2 separate regions of the Pan troglodytes genome follow, and region 1 is linked to region 2. The links are chromatin contacts, called in public Hi-C maps. All regions are on one chromosome and are shown on one strand. Each heading gives the region's core, a stretch centred on a gene start, on an enhancer-like site or on the middle of the called end of the contact. The rest is flanking DNA. Distances are from core to core; before and after follow the strand shown. Region 1 holds the start of SCARF1 (scavenger receptor class F member 1). Region 2 holds the start of BHLHA9 (basic helix-loop-helix family member a9).

Region 1 (6,545 bases), core at 1,018-3,517, 370 kb before region 2:
TGTCAGCAAGGCAGAGCGCTTCCCGTGTTCAGGGAAGAGCTGCGTGCACACGTACCAGGAGTGAGGACTGCGGCTGGCATCTCCACTGCTGGCATCCCCATGGCTGGCATCACCAGGGCTTTCCCCCTCCCTGCCCCTTTTCTTTAGGGAGCTGCTCACAGACCACCGGGTCCCCGGCCTTCTGCTCGAGGCCATGAAGGTGGCTGTCCGGAAGCAGCGGAAGAAGATCAAGGCCAAGATGTTAGGGACACCAGAGGAAGCAGAGAGCAGGTAGGTCCCTGCCTGCATTCCCACGGAGCCAGGCCTCCCTCCCTCATTCTGCTGAGCCTGATGACCAGCCTGGTCACCCTCTGAGCCCATTGTCTCAGACTGAGGCTGTCACCCCAACCTGGTCACCCCTTGAGCCTCCCTAGCCTGGCCGCTTCTAGGGCCTGCTGACCTGGTCTGGCTGTGTCCCATGGCCGCTGTCCAGCCTGCGCCCTTCTCCCTGGATCTCACCACTCCCCTTGCCTTGCCTGCCGTCCATTCTGCCTGACAACGCTGCCTCTCCACATTCATTCTTCAAGTTCCTGTCTTGGCTGGGTCTGTTTATTCTTACGGGGGTGAAACTGTAGCCGCGGCTGTGTCAGGGCCTGCTGTGTGTCAAGCTATAAAATAAACCCTTGGCAGGGCGCGGTGGCTCACGCCTGTAATCCCAGCACTTTGAGAGGCTAAGGTGGGTAGATCACCTGAGGTCAGGAGTTCGAGACCAGCGTGGCCAACATGGTGAAACCCCGTCTCTACTAAAAATACAAAAATTAGCCGGGCATGGTGGCATGTGCCTATAATCCCAGCTACTCAGGAGGCTGCGGCAGGAGAATCGCTTGAACTTGGGAGGCGGAGGTTGCAGTGAGCTGAGATCGCGCCACTGCACTCCAGCCTGGGCGACAGAGTGAGACCCTGTCTCAAAAAAAAAAAAAAAAAAATTAAAAATTAAAGCCTCGACATCCTGCATCTCCCCAGGGTTGCCTTCTCTCCAGCCCCGGGGGCCCTGCAGTCCCTCCATCCCCCCTGCTGGATTCCTGTTGTCCCTCAGGGCCTTGATCAATGGCCCTCACTTCTCCTCTCTCCTCTGTCTCAGTGAGGATGAGGCTGGCCCATGGATCCTGCTCTCCGATGACAAGGGAGACCATCCCCCACCCCCGGAGTCCAAAATACAGAGTTTGTATGTTGGGGAAAGGGGAAAGGCAAGAGTGTGGGGAGGGAGGAAGGGCCCTGGCTGGTCCTTCTCAGGATCCCCTTTCCCGCTTCTCTGCCCGTCACCCTGCTGTGCTTGGCTCTAAGCCCACCCTCCCCTCCTGCTTCTCTGGCCCTGGCCCCCATCACCTTCACACTCCCTCAGGCTGCCCTTTCTTCCCCCTCTCCCCTTTTCTCACCACCCCCTGCCCTCACCCATATCCTTGACCTCTCTGGCTTCCTGGCTCAAAGTGCCTCTGGCTGTCTCTCTCCAGCTTTGGCCTATGGTATCGGGGTAAAGCTGAATCCTCTGAGGATGAGACCAGCAGCCCTGCACCCAGCAAGCTAGGGGGAGAAGAGGAGGCCCAACCACAGTCTCCAGCTCCTGATCCGCCCTGTTCTGCCCTCCACGAACACCTTTGTCTGGGGGCCTCAGCCGCCCCAGAGGCCTGACTTAGGGGTCTGGCTGTGGAAGGATGTGTGGCCTCAAATGAGGACAGGGCTCCCGCCTTCACAGCCCTCGCCAGGGGTCTGCCCCAATCCTGGCCTGCATCAGGGCAGGACGGGGTCTCAGCCCGCCTCCCTCTCTACGTCTCTGTACTGAGCCTCTGGGGCCAGATATAAGAGTGCCTCTCTGAGTCTCAGTTTCCCCATCCATGAAATGAGAGCTGACTGCCTAGCTCCCAGGGCTTTGCAGACGGCCTGAGCTCATGTAATAAAGAACTGCCCGTAATACACAGAAACTGTTCCTCGCCTGTCTGTCCATGTCTGTGCCACCTCCCAACCCTGCCAGGAGCAGAGGCAGGCTGAGGGGTCCTCGCTGGTCTCCTTGCTCAGTCACTGGGTGGGGTGGCTTCTTGCAGCTCAGGCCTTGCTTTGGGAGTGTGGCTTGATGGAAAGCCGTGGCTCCCAGCCTCAGTCCACCCCCTTCCCTGGCCCCGGCACCCAGGGACCTGCAACTTCATTCTTCTGGCCCTTCCAGGCCCAGGCCAGTCAGCCCTGCCATTGCCTTTCTTTCCCTTTCTTTTTTTTGAGTGTCAGTCTTTCCAGCCACCCCCTCCCTCTCAGGGAGGTGCCTCGTGGCAGCCCGCCCCTCCGGCCTGGTTTCCTCAGGAAAAGCCCTGAGAGGAAGCAGGGAGGGGGTTGGGAGCTGTGGGGGCCAGACGAACCCGAGCGCTCCCACCGAGCTGCCTGCCATGGGGCTGGGGCTGCTGCTCCCGCTGCTGCTGCTCTGGACTCGGGGGACTCAGGGGTCCGAGCTGGACCCCAAAGGGCAGCACGTCTGTGTGGCCAGCAGGTGGGTCTCGTGGGAGTCTGATGCGGGTGGCTGAACCGATGTTGAGGCCGTTAGGGGAAGGAGGAGACTAGGTAGGGGGCTTAGGCTGAAAGGAAGGGACTGCTGATGGCGGTCTGGCAGGTAGTGGCTAGCCAGGGCAGATGGTGGAAGGGTCAGGGAAGGAGAGGGGAGGGGCTGGGGACCCTAGCTGTAAAGATCCATTAGGCCTCCCCAGGGGGCTAAGGCAGCCTCCCCCACTGCAGCCAGAGACAGTGATCCACCTTCCTCAGGGCCAGGCTGCACCCCCCACCATGTCCGGCTGACCCCTTTTTGCCCCACAGCCCCTCTGCTGAGCTGCAGTGCTGCGCAGGCTGGAGGCAGAAGGATCAAGAATGCACCATCCGTGAGTAGCCAGGACAGACCCTCAGCCAAGGAGAAGGGAGGCCGTAGCCCAGTGACAACCCTTCCTTCCTACCCCATGGGGCCTGCCCCTCCTGATACCAGGAGTCAGGGTTTCTCCTGTGACGCCCCCCCAGGCCTGAAGGGGCACCTCTTGAGGAGGCATGGCCCCTGGAGCCAGTGAGAGGGCAGGGGTGTCCCCTGGTCCTGCTCCCATCTTTCCAACCTGGGTGGGGTGTCTTTCAGCCATCTGTGAGGGGCCGGACGCCTGCCAGAAAGACGAGGTGTGTGTGAAGCCGGGCCTCTGTCGATGCAAGCCTGGATTCTTTGGGGCCCACTGCAGCTCCCGTGAGTCTCAAGGGCCAGATGAAGTTGCTGGGCAGAGCTGGGTACGGGGGCAGTGGTGTGGGAGCAGGCGAGGCAGGTAGCCATGCAGCCTCAGGACAGCAGGGCCAGAATCCCCCCCAGCTTCACTGAGGAATTGCGGTCCAGAGACAGGAAGTGACACACACTCCCGGGAGATGGCCTGAGTCACCGGGTTTTTACCCACGTCCACAAAGCACTGCCCACCTGAGCATCTTCCTCTTCCACTTCTCAGAAAACCTGTGATTCCCCTTCATTGTAAAATGAGTGTATTACTTGCCTTTCCCACATATGCCTTATACATGGGCAGTGGATGGAAGGGGGCCCCTGGCTGGGCTCTCTGCCCTCTCTGGCAGAAAGAGAGGGAAGGGAAAGGGGTTGGGAAGCAGGAGAGCCAGAGGGTGGGCATCAGGAATCAAGGAATCACTAGGGGAAAGGTGGCTTCTCCTGACACCCTGGCGGGCAGTATCCAGGCCTGAGATCAGGAGAAAGCCAGCTCTCCTCCAGCCCAGCAGAGATCCATCTCGGCAGGGAGGAGCAGGCATGGAGGAAGGCCCACCAACCTCGGTGCCACACTCTGGGCAAGTCCCCTGCCCACTCAGGATCTCTGAGTGTGTTCTGGAATGTGAAGTGGCAGGCTGAGCCTCCCACTAATGGCTAAGGGTTTTCTGTAGGTCAGAGCGGAGCAGGAAGTGAGTGTTGCCCAGGACAGGCTGCCGGATGTTCTGAGGGTCTGTCCCCGGCTCTTGGAGGATGGGCCCAGCGCCCCTTTTCCTTGCGGAAGGGGACGCAGGGTAAGGGTCTGCGCGCGGCCCTGAGCCCGCTGACCCCTCCCGTCCCCACCCCCGCAGGCTGCCCGGGCCAGTACTGGGGCCCCGACTGCCGTGAGAGCTGCCCCTGCCACCCGCACGGCCAGTGCGAGCCAGCCACGGGCGCGTGCCAGTGCCAGGCCGACCGCTGGGGAGCCCGCTGCGAGTTCCCGTGCGCCTGCGGCCCCCACGGGCGCTGCGACCCCGCGACCGGCGTGTGCCACTGCGAACCCGGCTGGTGGTCGTCCACGTGCCGCCGCCCGTGCCAGTGCAACACCGCGGCGGCGCGCTGCGAGCAGGCCACGGGCGCCTGCGTGTGCAAGCCGGGCTGGTGGGGGCGCCGCTGCAGCTTCCGCTGCAACTGCCACGGCTCCCCGTGCGAGCAGGACTCCGGCCGCTGCGCCTGCCGGCCGGGCTGGTGGGGTCCCGAATGCCAGCAGCAGTGCGAGTGTGTGCGGGGCCGCTGCAGCGCCGCCTCCGGCGAGTGCACCTGCCCGCCCGGCTTCCGCGGAGCGCGCTGCGAGCTGCCCTGCCCGGCAGGCAGCCACGGGGTGCAGTGCGCACACAGGTGAGCGGGCGGGGCGGGGACAGGTGGGCGGGGCGGGGGCGGGGCAGACACCGGTGGGCGGGGAGGGGGAGGGGTGGAAACTGGTGAGCGGGCAGGGTGGGGGCAGGGTGGGGGCGGGGCGGGCACAGGTGAGCGGTCGGGGGAGGGGGCGGAGGCGGACACAGGTGAGCGAGGCTGGGCGGAGACCTGTGAGCGGGCGGGGCGGAGCGGAGCGGAGACAGGTGGCCGGGGCGGGGCGCCGGGAGGAGGGGTCAGGGCTTCGCGGTGCTCCTCTCAAAAAACACACAAAGCAGAGGAACGAGAAAGGGGAAAAGTCGGATAGGTGGGGTGGCTCACACCTGTAATCCCAGCACTTTGGGAGGCTGAGGCGGGTGCATCACCTGAGGTCAGGAGTTCGAGACCATCCTGGGCAACATGCTGAAACCTCGTCTCTACTAAAAGCACAAAAATTAGCCGGGCCGCGCCTGTAGTCCCAGGTACTCGGTAGGCTGAGACAGGAGAATCGCTTGAGCCCTGGAGGCGGAGGTTGCAGTGAGCCGAGGTCACACCACTGCACTCCAGCCTGGGCCAGAGAGCAAGACTCCATCTCAAACAAAACAAAACAAAAACTTTTAAAAACGCTTTGTTGCCCCAGGTCCAGCCTCACCTGCTCATTTCATCGATTACTGCTGTGCAAAATATACTAGCACTGCTAGCAAGCCATATGTAGGTAATAAGTGGATCGAGTCCAACAACGATAGACTGGATTAAGAAAATGTGGCACATATACACCATGGAATACTATGCAGCCATAAAAAATGATGAGTTCATGTCCTTTGTAGGGACATGGATGAAATTGGAAATCATCATTCTCAGTAAACTATCGCGAGAACAAAAAACCAAACACTGCATATTCTCACTCATAGGTGGGAGTTGAACAATGGAATCACATGGACACAGGAAGGGGAATATCACACTCTGGGGACTGTTGTGGGGTTGGGGGAGGGGGGAGGGATAGCATTGGGAGATATACCTAATGCTAGATGACGAGTTAGTGGGTGCAGCGCACCAACATGGCACATGTATACGTATGTAACTAACCTGTACAATGTGCACATGTACCCTAAAACTTAAAGTATAATAATAATAAAAAAATATATATATAAATATATTTAAAAAAAGAAAATTAAAAAATGGTTTCTTACAAAAAAATAATAAATAAGTGGATCGAGTGACCAAGGGTCCTGAGCAAGGTCCCTTTAGGGCTCAGTGGCTTTCAAACTTTGACCGGCTGCACTCACAGTAAGAAATTTCATCCCTGGCTGGGCGCGGTGGCTCACGCCTGTAATCCCAGCACTTTGAGAGGCCGAGGCGGGCGGATCACCTGAGGTCAGGAGTTCGAGACCAGCCTGGCCAACATGGTGAAACCTCGTCTCTACTAAAAATACAAAAATTAGCCGGGCGTGGTGTTGGGCGCCTGTAATCCCAGCTACTTGGGAGGCTGAGGCAGGAGAATCACTTGAATCCGGGAGGCGGAGGTTGCAGTGAGCCAAGATGGCGCCACTGCACGCCAGCCTGGGCGACAGAGTGAGACTCCGTCTTGAAGAAAATAATAATAAAATAAAATAAGAAATAAAAATGCTGGTCAGGATCAGCTAAATGGCTTTTATAAACTGCCCTTCTTCTCCCCTACTAATGGGTCTGACCCAAGTATATGATCCCAGCTAGTTAAGCATCTGAGGGAGAAACTTCAGGTAACTATTAGGCATCAATGGGAAATTAAGATATGGCAAATGTGAAATTATATTGGTGACAACAGTGGTCTCCAACCTTTTGGCATCAGGGACTGGTTTCGTGGCAGACAATTTTTCTATTATTACACTGTAATCTATAATGAAATAATTATATGACTCACCATAATATAGAATCAGTGGGA
Region 2 (6,569 bases), core at 2,489-4,988:
ATAAAATCTTTTCTTCACCACATATAAGTCATCTTGGAGAACGGATACGATCTTGGGAAGCAGACAGAAAAATCAAGCAAGGGTTCCAGAAAACCTCAACAGCACGTAACGGAGGCTACACAGGCCCAGGATCCCCTGCGGCATCCGAGAGATGAGGAAGCACCTGTTAGGTTGATACGTGTATAGATACCCATACAAATATCCACGCAGCCACACATCTATGTGAGCACACACAAAATATGTACATATCACAAACTCAGAATCGTAGGCAAACATACAGCACCCAAACACACAGCCCTGGAAAAACCATGCTAGCAGCCAATGTGTCCCGGACTTTACAGTTGATAAAACAGCTTCCCATGCATTCTCTCCTTGTAACAACCTTGTGAACGGAATATGTCTGAACAGCCTCCATTCAGTCAGCGTTTATGTGGGCCAAGCACTGTGCTAGTGCTTTAAATGCACTGTCCCATTTAGTCTCCAAAACAGCCTATGAAGTAAGTACTTATTCTAGCCCATTATACAGATGGGAACACCGAGGCTCAAAGCCGCCAGGTGATTGGCCCAAGATCACTCAGCTGGTCAGTGAGGAGCTGGAAGTCCAGAACTGTGACATCCCTCCCACTGAACTCATGGGGCTGCCGCGTCAGGATTCTGCCTGCAGGGGTGTCCTTGCTATTTCCAGGCTGAGAGTGTGACAGGATGGGGGAGAAGAACCTTTCTTTTTCTTTCTTTCTTTCTTTTTTTTTTTTTTTTTGAGAGAATCTCGCTCTTTTGGCCAGGCTGGAGTGCAGCGGCGTGATCTCGGCTCACTGCAACCTCTGCCTCCCGGGATCAAGCAATTCTTATGCCTCATCCTCCCGAGTAGCTGGGATTACAGGTGCATGCGCTACCACACCCAGCTAATTTTTGTATTTTTAGTAGAGATGGGGTTTCACCATGTTAGCCAGGCTGGTCTGGAACTCCTGACCTCAGGTGATCCACCTGCCTCTGGGCCTCCCACAGTGCTGAGATGACAGGCGCGAGCCACCACACCCGGCCCCCTTATTTCTTTCAGTTCTGGAATTTAGCAAAGTAGGACTTGCTGGTCCTTATAATGTGTTTCCAGAGGATAAATATCTGAGGCTGAAACATGGCTACAGCCTTGTCCAAGCTGGTTTCTCATAGGATCCTAATAGTACACAAACAGTGACAGCTTGTGAACACCTTCTGTTTGCCAGAAACGGTCCATTACGAACCACTTACAATCCTCACAGCCATCCTGGAATCATTATTCATGTCAGAGGGGAAGAACTAGAGGCTGAGAGAGGCGGCTGAGCAGGGGCTGGACCAGGGCAGGCCTGGCTCTTTCCTTTTCACTGGCAGCCCGTGGCACTGTGGGGCTCGGCGGGCAGGGCTGGGGCCAGCATCTCATGCGTTGCTGCTCCTGGCTAGACCCCACGTCCACTCTGAATAGAGTCAAAGCCTTCCCGTGGTCTGTGTCACAGCCTCCCTGTGCAATTGGGAACCCTAAGGGCTGTGGCTGGGGACAGGATGCTCAGCGTGCCAGCCAGGGCTGGGGTTTGCAGACAGCAGAGGCACTTTTAACTGTAGAGGTGAGCCTCACCCCACGTGCTCTGGGAAACTCTCCCTGGGTTTATGCCTAATGGCGTTTCTCTAGCTTCTGTGGGATCCGCACTCTGAGCTAGCTGTGGGGAACCCTTCCCTCTCCTGTTGGCAAGAGCCCAGCGCTCCCCCAGCACCTCTGGGCTCTGGCCCAGCAGGCAGCCCCTGCAACATTAGACCCTTAGCCTGAGCCGGGCCAGACACCAGCTCATCTCAGACGCAGGGCAGCTCTCTGGACAAAACTCTCGGGGCAGCTGGCTGTGTCTCTCACTAGCTCAGCAGGCTTGGCCTGAGGCCCCTCTGCCCTCACTCAACCCCCTCCCCAGAATCCTTCCTGGGTTCCAAGTCGGCCCCTCATTATGGGGGCCCTGGCCCACGGTTCCCTGGGAGCTCTTCCAAGCCTCTCGCTCGGGGTACATGCACGCAGGACTTACCGGCCCCCAATCCTAGCCCTGCCCTTGGCCTCCTTCCCTGAGACCTGGCCAGAGTCCCCCTTCACTGTGGCTGCTTCCAGGCAGCTCTGCAGGGAGGTCCAGAGACGGGGCTGACCACATCCTTAGACTCCCAGGCCCCGTGGCCCCTCTCCTGATCATATCCTCTTCCACCCCAGGGGACTCAGGGAGGAGGGGTCTCTGGATGTCTCTTTCCTCCCCTTGGGCTCCCACAGTGCTCAGCCACACCTGGGGTCTTGCCATGAATGAGTTCCCCCAGGCGCCTACCTATGGGCCTTAGGCCCCGCCCAGCATTCCAAGGAGAGCCCCCAGCCCTCAGGCGTTCCTGCCACCCTGGGCCACGGGGCCCACTGGAGTCGTGGTATCGGAGAGAAATGAGTTTTTCCTTTTATTTGGCTGCTGCCCCTGCCTGCCTCTCCCGGATCCTGCCTCTCCCGGATCAGGCTTGGGCAGCAGCGCAGGCAGGGAAGGGGACTCCGCACTCATGTGCCCACGAGACCACAGCAGGCCCCACCCGCATTCCCACGCTCCCACACCTCCTGCCTCAAAGCCCTCACTCTCCTAAAAGCATCGAGAACACACAGGGCTCGGAGGCGCAGGAGTGCGAAGGCGGCATTCCAAGACGAGTTCGAGTCCAAGATGAGTTCAGGATCCTGAGCCTTTCTGGCAACTGCCTCCCCAGGCTGGGATGTGGGGGCGCAGCCCCGGGCCCCGGAACTCCTTCTCTCTGCCCCAGGCTGGGATGTGGGGGCGCAGCCCCAGGACCCGGAGCTCCTTCTCTCTGCCCCAGGCTGGGATGTGGGGGCGCAACCCCGGGTCCCGGAGCTCCTTCTCTCTGGCGAGCTCCTTCTCTTCCACGCCAGGTCTCAGTCGGTCCAGTTCTGCTCTGTCCAAGACGCCTTTGCAGTCCCGGGTTTTATAGTCCAGCTGCCAGCCCGGCCTCCCTGCAGCCCAGCCGGTGCCTCGAGGCCGGTCAGGAGCGCGGATGGCCCATCCCGGGGGCGGATCGCAGGTAGCCCCGCGGCCAGGGAGGCGGCCCGGCAGAGGAAGCCCCCGGACAGCGGCGCCAGCTTCCCCCGGAGGCCTGTGCTAGGCCCGGCCCCTCGGCCACCGCACTGGGCCGTGCCAGGGGCGCGTTCGGGGGGCACGAGGCGCAGCGGGGCGCGGACGGCACCGTGGGGCGGGCGGCGTCTGGGCGCGCGAGGCTGGGCCCTGCAGGCGGCGGGGGGCTGGCGCCTGTGTCCCCGGTGTCCCCGCGCGCGGCCGGGCCGTGGCACTCCAGGTGTCCGCAGGGCCCGCGGGGCGCGGGGCTGGCGCGCAGGACCAGGGAGAGCGCGGCGATGCGGTGGATGGCCCTGCGCAGCGTGGCGATCTTGGAGAGCCTCTTGCCGCCCAGGTCGTGCCGCAGCGCCCGGCGCAGCGCGTTGAAGGCCTCGTTGTAGTCCAGGATGCGCTTGCGCTCCCGCACGTTGGCGGCCATGCGCCGCGCCTTGGACCGCACCGGCCGCGCGCGCCTCCTGCCCGCCGGCTCCTCCGCCTCGCCCCGGCTGCAGGAAGCGCCGTTCGCCCCCAGCACCCCCGAATCCCCCCCGGGCTCGGGGCAGGGGCCCCCCAAGTCCTCCGCAGAGCCCTCGGCCCCCTTCCGCGCCGTGAGGCCTAGTCCTGGCGCGCCCCGCAGCATGGCCTTCCCGGGCACTAGCCCTCTGCCGTCTGCCCTCTGCCCTCTGCCCTCTGCCCACTGCCCCGGCCCGGCTCGCGACGCGGACGGTCCCCGGCTCCTGGGGCTGGACACTCCCGAGACAGGCCCCTTCCAGCTGGGCTTTATGGCACCACGCGGCGCCCCGCCCTCCCGTCCATCTATCTCCCTCCTCCTGCTTTATTATCGGCCTCCAGGTAGGTCGGCGGGGGAGGAACCGAGAAGAAGGAAAGCAAGGAGGGAAGCTTGCAGGTTCTTGTAAGCGGGGATCAGACGGGCAGCCCGGCCACGCTGCCCCGGGGACCTTGCCCTGCCTAGCTCTGGGGCCGCTGTGGGGTGTCTGGGTTCCACATTCTTCCTCCCCATTCCCAGATAAGGTGCTAAGTTTGGCTTCTAGCAGGAGAGCTGATAGGAATAAATAGAGGCAGAGGGCCGGGCACTGGGGCTCACGCCTGTCATCCCAGCAGTTTGGGAGGCCGAGGCGGGCGGATCACTTGAGTTCAGGAGTTTGAGACCAGCCTGGCCAACAGAGTATATAAAACCCCGTCTACTAAAAACACAAAAATTAGCCGGGCGTGGTGGCAGGCGCCTGTAATCCCAGCTACTCGGGAGGCTGAGGCAGGAGAATGGCTTGAGCCCAGGAGCTGGAGGTTGCAGTGAGCCGAGATCGCACCACTGCACTCTAGCCTGGGAGACAGAACGAGACTCCGTCTCAGAAAAACAACAACAAAAACAACAACAAAACCTTGAAAGTTCTTGTCAAGTCCCGTGGGCAACCACAGAGATGTCATTGAAGAAAAGCATGAGTGTCCCGGCAGGACTCATATGGGAGGGGCAGGGCCCTGCAGGTAAGGCTGACCCAGAGCTTCCGGCTTTTTCAGCTATGGAGGGCGGCTGGCTGCAATTGGGGTTCGGGTTTTGGTTGGGCCTGACTCTCCCTCCACTGCCCTTTGACTCCCCTTCTGCAGGCAGAGCTGGGATGAGTCAGCAGCTGAGGGTGACGGGGAAGATCCCTTTGCAGCCCTGGGTCCACATCAGGGGCATCTTTGGGGTCCAGAGCTCTCGGGCAGCCCTATCTTGTGACACAGCCCTGCCAGGTTATGAACTCAATGAGCAGCCTCTGTCCTCTTCCCCCAGGGATTTGCATTTGAAAGAGGGTCTCAGAAAAAAGATAATGTTTATTCCCAAAGAAAGACCCCCAGTAGAATTTCCGGCATCCACAGCTGAGTTATTTGGAGCGCCTGAAGGCCAGTCATTCCCAGTCACAATCCAAATGCCTCTAAAATGCCAAGGCCTATGGCATTCGAATGGGTGTGTGGTTCACATCCATCTCGCCAAAAGAGCATTGCCAATAACCCCATTATTTCAAACTGTGAATTTCTCCATAAAAGAAAATAATAAGGCATTAGGAAGCAGAGTGTATGTATTTACTTCTGTGATTGTCTGCCTTGCCCACTAGGATGAAAGCATCCTAAGGACATCTGTATTTCCCAGGTTCTATGTCCCCCAAATCTGCAATATATGTCGAATTATAAAGCAGCTAGAGGCCGGGCGCAGTGGCTCACGCCTGTAATCCCAGTACTTTGGGAGGCCGAGGTGGGTGGATCACTTGAGGTCAGGAGTTCAAGACCAGCCTGGCCAACACGGTGAAACCCCGTCTCTACTAAAATACAACAATTAGCTGGACGTGGTGGCGGGAGCCTGTAGTCCCAGCTACTTGGGAGGCTGAGGCAGGAGAATCGCTTGAACCAGGGAGGCGGAGGTTGCAATGAGCCGAGATCCCGCCACTGCACTCCAGCCTGGCGGACAGAGCGAGACTCCGTCTCAAAAACAACAAAAAATAAACCAGAAAAAAAAAGGTCAGTAAAAGCAAAGAAAATGCCCACGCAGCGCGCGTTTCCCGGTGGCGTTTCCCGGCCGCTGCCGCCCTTCCCCGCGCAGGTCAGGAAACGGCCCCACGCGAAGAACCCCGAGGACCCGGGAGAGGCGCCCCGTCCTGGAACCCGGGACTCCCGGGCGCTGCGGGGCGCGGCCGACTTCAAAGCGAGCGGCGGGCCCGGCATTTCCGCGGCACCTGCCCGTGCCCGGGAGCGCGAGTTCTCGGCCCGGGCGGGAGGAGGAGGCGGCGGGCGGGGCGCCGTGATTTAGGGTCTGGCGGTTCCGCCGGCGGCCGCGTAGGTGCCTATTAGCGCCGGGCGGGGCCTGGGGTTCAAAAGTTCCGGCTCTTCCTCCGGAAGTTCCGGCGCCGCTCCCTGAGGGAGGACGGAACGCCCGCCCGGGAGAGAAAGTCCGGGAGCCGCTCACGGGGGCCTCGACCCCACCCCCCTCCAGAGAGCGGGTCCCGGGAAGCCCTGAGCCTCCTTCTCTCCCAGGCGAGACCCTGGCGTTTCAACCCACACGCCCAGTGTGGAAGACGTAGGGGCGCAGTTGCAGCCTCTGCCCCTTCATGCGCTCATTCAACAAAAACTTTTTTTTTTTGAGACCGAGTCTCGCTCTGTCGCCCAGGCTGGACCGCAGTGTCGCAATCTTGGCTCACTGCAAGCTCCACCTCTCGGGTTCAAGCGATTCTGCTGCCTCAGCCTCCCGAGTACGTGGGATTACAGGCACCCACCATCGTGCCCAGCTATTTTTTGTATTTTTACCAGAGACGGGGTTTCACCATGTTGGCCAGGATGGTCTCGAACTCCCGGCCTTAAGTGATCCGCCCGCCTCGGCCACCCAAAGTGCTGGGATTACAGACGTGAGCCACCGCGCCCGGCCCTGAACTGGATTTCAAAGGATGAATAGCAGTTTGCCAAGCAGACAGGAGGTAGAGG

What was found. Hi-C and Micro-C count contacts between places; a contact is called where the count stands out from the background.
Region 1: a Hi-C map of stem cell-derived neural progenitor cells shows a contact between it and region 2, with 6 times the contacts expected there. The contact joins the promoter of SCARF1 here to the promoter of BHLHA9 in region 2. A contact is called at or near these places in 1 of 7 Hi-C or Micro-C datasets (stem cell-derived neural progenitor cells) and 1 of 1 datasets of contacts at active chromatin or transcription factors (stem cell-derived excitatory neurons).

Annotation. Positions count from the first base shown.
Region 1 is chr19:12,125,433-12,131,977 of NHGRI_mPanTro3-v2.0_pri, reverse strand. It overlaps SCARF1 (scavenger receptor class F member 1), which reads left to right and starts at 2,267. Exons shown (of 11, transcript XM_016931140.4): 1 at 2,267-2,512; 2 at 2,833-2,894; 3 at 3,137-3,238; 4 at 4,105-4,630. The coding sequence starts at 2,412. It overlaps RILP (Rab interacting lysosomal protein), which reads left to right. Exons shown (of 8, transcript XM_016931144.4): 6 at 148-270; 7 at 1,121-1,204; 8 at 1,491-1,958. The coding sequence ends at 1,668.
Region 2 is chr19:11,754,023-11,760,591 of NHGRI_mPanTro3-v2.0_pri, reverse strand. BHLHA9 (basic helix-loop-helix family member a9) reads right to left here and starts at 3,738. Exons shown (of 1, transcript NM_001243846.1): 1 at 3,031-3,738. The coding sequence starts at 3,738. The coding sequence ends at 3,031.